Regions from separate parts of the Sus scrofa genome. Here region 1 is linked to region 2. The links are chromatin contacts, called in public Hi-C maps. All regions are on one chromosome and are shown on one strand. The core of a region is the stretch at or near the end of the contact, and the rest is flanking DNA. Distances in the headings are between cores, read along the strand shown. Region 1 has its middle 8.9 kb from the start of MIR23A. Region 2 has its middle 6.7 kb from the start of JUND.

Evidence for each region. Hi-C and Micro-C count contacts between places; a contact is called where the count stands out from the background.
Region 1: a contact with region 2 is called in a Hi-C map of subcutaneous adipose tissue, with 1.9 times the contacts expected there. The contact joins two enhancer-like sites. A contact is called at or near these places in 2 of 47 Hi-C or Micro-C datasets (mesenteric adipose tissue and subcutaneous adipose tissue).

What each region holds. Positions count from the first base shown.
Region 1 is chr2:65,297,573-65,300,883 of Sscrofa11.1, forward strand. No RefSeq gene overlaps it. Among named protein-coding and RNA genes, the nearest start is that of MIR23A, 8.9 kb to the right of the region's middle. Within about 2 kb of position 1,914, at least 66 of the 83 cell types and tissues checked have an H3K27ac peak or open chromatin away from gene starts, as enhancers often do. A contact at or near this core is called in mesenteric adipose tissue and subcutaneous adipose tissue, where this site is marked.
Region 2 is chr2:59,522,623-59,525,927 of Sscrofa11.1, forward strand. No RefSeq gene overlaps it. Among named protein-coding and RNA genes, the nearest start is that of JUND, 6.7 kb to the right of the region's middle. Within about 2 kb of position 1,924, at least 78 of the 83 cell types and tissues checked have an H3K27ac peak or open chromatin away from gene starts, as enhancers often do. A contact at or near this core is called in mesenteric adipose tissue and subcutaneous adipose tissue, where this site is marked.

The DNA of each region.
Region 1 (3,311 bases), core at 664-3,163, 5.8 Mb after region 2:
TTACTCCGTGGATGGTGGAAGGGAGATGTGATTGGATTTAATGGATTTCCATCTGGAGAATGGATGGAAAGAGTAAGGCCGGAAGCTAGGCGATCAGGGAGACCAGACTGTTGGAGTGTTTTCAGGCTAGAAATGATGGTGGTTCAGAAATACAGTTAGTTGCCAGATTTAGCAAATAAAAATACAGGAGACCCAGTTAAATTTGATTTTCAGATCTAGAGCAAGTTAAAAAAATTTTCTTTTCCTTTAGTAAAATTATGTCCCAAATATTGCTTGGGACATACTGATACTAAATGATTCATTGTTTATCTGAAAATCAAATTTAACTGAGTGTTCTGTATTTTTTTTTTTTTCTTGCTTTTTAGGGCCGCACCCGCTGTATATGGAGGTTCCCAGGCTAGGAGTCTAATTGGAGCTACAGCTGCCAGCCACAGCCACAGCAACACAGGATCCGAGCTGTGTCTGTGACTCACACCACAGCTCACCACAACGCACGTGGGATCCACGGAGCTGAGTGAGGCCAAGGATCAAACCTTCAACCTCATGGTTCCTAGTCCTATTCATTTCAGCTGGCCATGAGGGCTACTCGGAATGTTCTGTATTTTTAACTGGCAGTACTTGAGGGTCTCCAGGATGTGTGTGTGGGGGGGGGGCTTGGGATGGGAAAATGATAATAGATAAAATGATGGAGCAAACATACTTTGAAGTGGCTACTACTATTATCTCTATTCTACAGATAGGTAAACTGAGACCCAGAGAGGGTTTTTTTGGTTTTGCTTTGTTTTGGTGTCTTGTTTATAGTTAGTGAGTGACAAACCCCCATTGGAACCTAGGCATGTTGGTTACAGTTCACTAGACATTAGAGCTGGCACCCCACTCCCTCCACGGCGGAACTTGGACGCCAGGGTTCCCTTGGTTTCTGGTGGCCCAGGTAAAGCCCTTCCTAATGCAGTAGATTCCCCAGCATCCCCCCTTGCAGCCTGGGATCTGTACCACCCCACTTGCGCCCCTCCTCCCAGGACACCGAGGCAGTGGGCGGGACGGGAGTCTGCCTGGGGGGGGGGCGGCGGCGGGAGGGGGTGCTCCTCTCCCAGGAGGCGGCTCGACCTCTCCCTCCTCCAAGCCGGGAGGATCCGCCGTCTGCTCCCGCCGGCAGGGGGAGGGGGAGGGTTATTTTTACCTCCCTCCAGGCAGCCGGGGCGACAGGAAGTGAGTGCGCGGCCCGCCAGATGTGGGGAGCCAGGCAGCTGGGAGCAGCCACAGCTGGACTGGCGGCCGGCCGGGGGCGGGGCGGGGGAGGCAGGGTGTGCAGAAGGAGGATCCCAGGCCTCAGGTCCCCCCTTTGTTCTCCGCCAACCCAGCCTCCCTTCTGAGGTCCCCCTCACCCCCATGGCTCCCCCAATCTCGGCGGTGGCCTCGCTGTCCCCCATCTGCGCACCAGGTCCCCTGTTGCTCACGAGCTCTCGGGGCCGGGCGTGGAGGGGACCAAGTTCCTCGCCCTGGGGACCCCCGGGTCCCAGCAGACTGAGGGGTGGGAGGGGGAGACTGCCCCTCGCCGGCCCCGCCTGCCACCGCCATTGTTTACCCGTCGGCTGCCTCCTAGGAAACTTAACCCGCCCGCGGTAATTTTATTTGGGAACTTCGGCCAGTTGCCATAGCAACCCCCAGTGACGTCAGAGGGGCTGGGGCCCGAAATCCCCGAGAAAAGGGGGAGATGGGATTGGGGGGAGACCCCCAGGAGGGCCCCTCCTTAACCCTGCGCCTGCCGGGTCCCGATCAGAGGGGAGAGGGCAGCCAGATGTGACACCTCTTGGGCGCCCCCATTCTGGCCCAGTGCCAAGTGAGGGTGGCCGGCCAGGCTCTGATGTCATCCGGTTCTGGGTGGGTGGTGAGTCAGTCCCCAGGTGGGGGCTGGGCCAGGCCTGGGGGCTATTCCTATCTGACTCACCCCACCAGTGCCCAGGAGCAACACCTGGACAGACCCTGCCCTGGGGATTTCAGGCACCTGACTGGGGGTCCCCACTGATCCCCTAGAACCTCTAGGTCCTTCTGAACGGTAGGTGGGTAGGCAAGGGCTTTCCTGGTGCTCCCAGCCCCAGTTTGGGGCAGTGAAATGAAAGAGTTAGTGGCAGTGAACTGGGGCTACCGCATAATGTCCTTTGCGGGATGTGGGGAGTGGCTGGTGCCCTCCCGAGGAGGCAGGTGGTGGGATCTCTGCTCAGTCCATAACACAGCATGTCACCAGGGTGATGGGAGGCAGGGGCCCTGACTGGCAAGGAAGAGCACAGCGCCAGCCGGGGGCTGGGCTGGGAGGAGCCACCCTAACCACAGTGACGTGGGACTTCCTCGGCAGGGCCTGTTTGATGTCTCTGTGTGCAGTGTTGCCATGGGGCCCGGCGGGCGCCCGGCCTATGAGCCCTGGTGACCTACAGGGCAACTGGGTCTGTCAGGGTCCCTTAACCTAGCTTCCCCACCCCAGGTCTGTGTGGTGATAAACCTGCTGTACCCACATGTACATGCTTATCCAGCCTCTACTCGGCCTCAGGCCCTGGGCCAGGACATTGCACATCTCATCTCAGAATCTCGTAATAGCTACACAAGGCACATTTTCAGGTCCATTTTACAGAGAAAGAAACCGAAGCTCAGAGGGGTGTGACCATTTAGCCAAAGACATCCAGCAAGAAGTTGGGGAGCAAAAATTTGAAACTCGGTTCTTCCATGCTGCTCCTTCCCCCCTCCATCGTATTGGTCTCCTTGATGCTTCTCAGATATTCCAGAAATGTCCTGCCTCAGGGCCTTTGCACTGGCCGTTCCCTCTCCACCTGGAACTCCTTCCTCCAGAAGAAGATGTGGCTTGGTTTCTCCTTCATCTCCTATAAGTCTATGTTCAAATGTCACCCCTTCCTCAGGGTAGCCTTTCTTGACCTGGCCCCTACCCCATTACCCCTCATCTCCTTGGCCTCTTTCTATTCTATTCCCACAACACGTACCACTCAACAAGCTCTATAGGCTATATATCTTTATAGCTGTTTACTGTGTGTATTTCCCCCATTGATGTGGGCCCCATGAGGGCTTTTTTTTTTCTGGCTTGTTCTCTGCTGCATCTCCAGTGTCCAGAACAGCACCTGGCACACAGCAGGCACTCGATGAACATTTGAAGAATGAACAAATGGGTGTGTGTGTGTGTGTGTGTGTGTGTGTGTGTGTATGGCCTGTGCCACTTGACCGCTTGGCCTGGCTTCACCCTGGCCCTGTCTTCTCACCCCTCCCCGCCATTACAAAGAATCAGTTGGCCAGTTTGGAGAGCTCTG
Region 2 (3,305 bases), core at 674-3,173:
CTGTGGCCGTGGCTCTGACACAGGCCGGCAGCTACAGCATTGATTCGACCCCTACCCTGGGAACCTCCACATGCCCTGAATGTGGTCCTAAAAAGACCAAAAAAAAAAAAAAAGTAAAACAATCATGTGCCTCTTTCTGTGTCTTCTGCCTTCTCCAGCTGGTTTCTCTTCCCACCTCCTTTCTCTCTGGTCTCGGTCTCGCTCCATCCTCCCGCTCCTGCTCTCCCCCCTTCCATCTCTGCCTTTCTCCCTTTACTTATCTCGCAGTCCCTATAATTCCCATTTTCCTCCCATTATTTCTACGCTCCAGCCCCCCCATTAGGAGACCCTGAGGAATCCAGTCTTGCTCAGAACCTCGGGGCCGGCCCGTTGGCCTTGAGCTACCCATTCATCAAATGGGCTTGTCTTGCGGCCTGAAGTCCTGGGCTGAGGGTAGTTAGGCAGCGGACATTCCTCCTCTCCAGCAGCAACAGCATTTCAGGGCCCGGCAGGGAAGGAGTTAATCGCGCGCCGTCCCCCTCCCCCCAAGCCCTGTATTTAATTAGCGGCCCCGCGGGGCGGTCTCGACCGGCGAGGGTGGGGGCGAGGAAGGCAGCGGGGGAGGGGGGAGCGGGGATGAGAGGGGAGCGGGGAAGGGAGGGAGGCTGAAGGGCGAAGCAAGGGAGAGGATGGGGGTGGGAAGAGGAGTTGAGGGAATAGGCGAGGCGGGGGAGAAGTGGAAGGGAGAAGAAATGCAGGGAGAGGGCCTAGAGGGGGCCGGAGGTAAGCGGGGGCGGGAGCCAACCGGGGGGTCAGGAGCCCACCGGGGATTCGAATCCCGCCTGGCTAGTGTCCCCAGCTCGTCTCTCAGGGCTCTCGGTTCCCCTCGGGGGTGGGAATCCCCGCCCAACCCCTCCCGAAGCCCGAGCTCTGCGCCCGCAGTAAATGTCGGCTCGCTCCCCATTGTCCCGAGGGCAAACTGGGGCCCAGGTAGATGTGGCGACTAACTCCGAGACTATTTATGCGGTTTTGTCTGCGTGCTGGAGAACAAAATACCAGTTCGTCCCAGCCAGGCAACCCTGCGGGCGGTCTCGGCGTGCGAGAGGGTGACCTGTGGGACCCGGGCCGACGAGCGGGGACCTGGAGCCCACAGGCGCTGGGTTGTCCCAGTTAAGCCACGCCCCTCTTGGTGCCTCAGTTTCTCCATCTCTTTGCGCAGCGTCGGGGAAACTTAGGGCGGACCCTCCCCACCACTACGCCCACGGTCTCCCACGCGACGTGGGGCGCGGGCCGGGCGGCCGGGGCATCGGGCGTCTAACCCGCTCCGCCTCGCCTTGACGTCGGCGCTGACGCCACCCGCCCCCGTCGCCACTGGGTCCGACCGCTGCGCGGGGTTAACTCTTGCGCAGCCCCTGGCCGCGCCGAGACCCCCAATTACCTCTCTTTCCTCAACCCCGGCCAGAGAAGGGGCCAGGCTGTGGGGATCTACGTGAGACAAGTCCTGGGCAGGCCTGGCTACCAGGCGAGACGGGAGGCCCCGACTAGCCTCTAGGGCCTTTGCCTGCGCCTGGAATGCGCCTCCCTCCCCATCCAAGTCCGTGTTTACTGCGACACCCCTCCCAGCGTCCTGGCCCTGACCCCTCCAGGGCTGGGCGTGTCCTTGTCCGCCTGGGTCTCCCCGCCCCAGGGCGGTGGCGGGGTGTAGGGGGGGGCGCTCGTCAGGCCCGGGCGGGGTCCTCTCAACCCAGCAATTCGCTGAGAAGATGAGAACCGTCGAAGCCTAGAAAACTTACAGGTCACCCAGAGGGGCCCCTCCAAACCTGGCCGGGCCCCAGGTACTGCGGCTCCCAGACCCCCACCCCATGCCCCGCCATTCCTGCGGCAGGGGAGGGGACCCTGCGGGCCCCGCCCTGCCCCAGGGGAAGTGAGAATGGGGGGCCCTCCCCCGCATCCTCACCACTTCCTCCCAGGGAGCGGCGGCGGCGGGGGCGGAGGAGGAGGGGCGGAGGAGGGTGGGCAATGACTCGCTGCGAGTTCTGAGGAGCGGCCTTGGGTTCCTCGGAGTGGGGGTCTCCTCGCCCATACGCCCAGGATGGGGAGAACTGGCGTTAATTTATACCACACATGTAGAGAGCCCCCCAAAACTGCTCCTTCCTTGGTGCTCCTTCCTAACCAACTCGGACTCTGCCTCCTCCCCACTCTGGGGGCCCCTCTGCCACCGCCTCCCTGCTCCCTCCGCTGCCACCTCGCCCCCATCCGATCTACTCCAGTGTATGGGCCTGGATCCTGTAGGGATGCCAATCAGGTGCCTGTTCACAAGGCTCCCACAGGCCCAAGGTCCAGCCCCTTGTCCTTTTCACCAGCCTGGCTCACACACCGCCACCCCCCACGTCTGCCTGTAGATATTCACCTGGATTCCAGCCTACCCTCCAAAGATCAGAGCCATTCTTTGCTTGGAACCTCAGTTTATTCATGCGAAAAATGGGGACAGTTGTCCCTCTTTGCGGTGCTGCTCTGGGGCTTTTAAGGAACAACGTCAAGAATGGGCTTCCATTGTGGCAGCACAGAGGCATCTGATTATTACTTCACTAAATCATCTTCATTCATTTCATTATAAATGTATCCATTGGTTCACCATCCCCCTTCCCCAATCCCACCCAGGCAGCCTGGGAAGGATGTCAGGGGCCCACAGGACCAGGACCGTGGGTGGGGACAGTCCCAAGGTCTTCAGGAGGAAGTGGGAGCTTCCACTTAACCAACCTGAAGCCTCCCCAGACAGGCCATTGTCTGCCACCACCACTGCCTCCATCTGTACCCCAAAATGGGTCAGTGTATCAAAGGTCCTTGGGAGGAATCTGGCTGATACAGGCAAAACCCACACATTACACATTGTAGGTACTCATCACCAAGGCTGGGAACATTAAAGAGCTCCTACTGTGTGCTGGGGCCCTCCCCTTGGGGACAGGAAAGCTGTGTGGGTCCATGTGTCCCCTCCTGCCCTCTGGGCCCACACGCCCCACTCTTCTTGGCTTGGGGCTTCCCTGACTTTAATGGTTTCTGGACACTGGAACATTAGCGGTCCAGGCCTGGCCCTGAGTGTCCCTGAGGAGGGAATGCCTGGGTTTTGCTCTCGTTTCATCGTTTTTTCAGTTTCCTTCTATTTATGGCAAGAGAAACTTGGTTTTCCATTCCTGGTGGTGACTCGAAGCTTCCCTTTTCAAATATATTTACTGAAGTAAAAACAGAAAAGGGATCAGTCGACTTAAAGGAAAAATTATGACATTGACCTAAAGCTGGCTTCTGTATTCCTGTGGTGGTTTCCCATC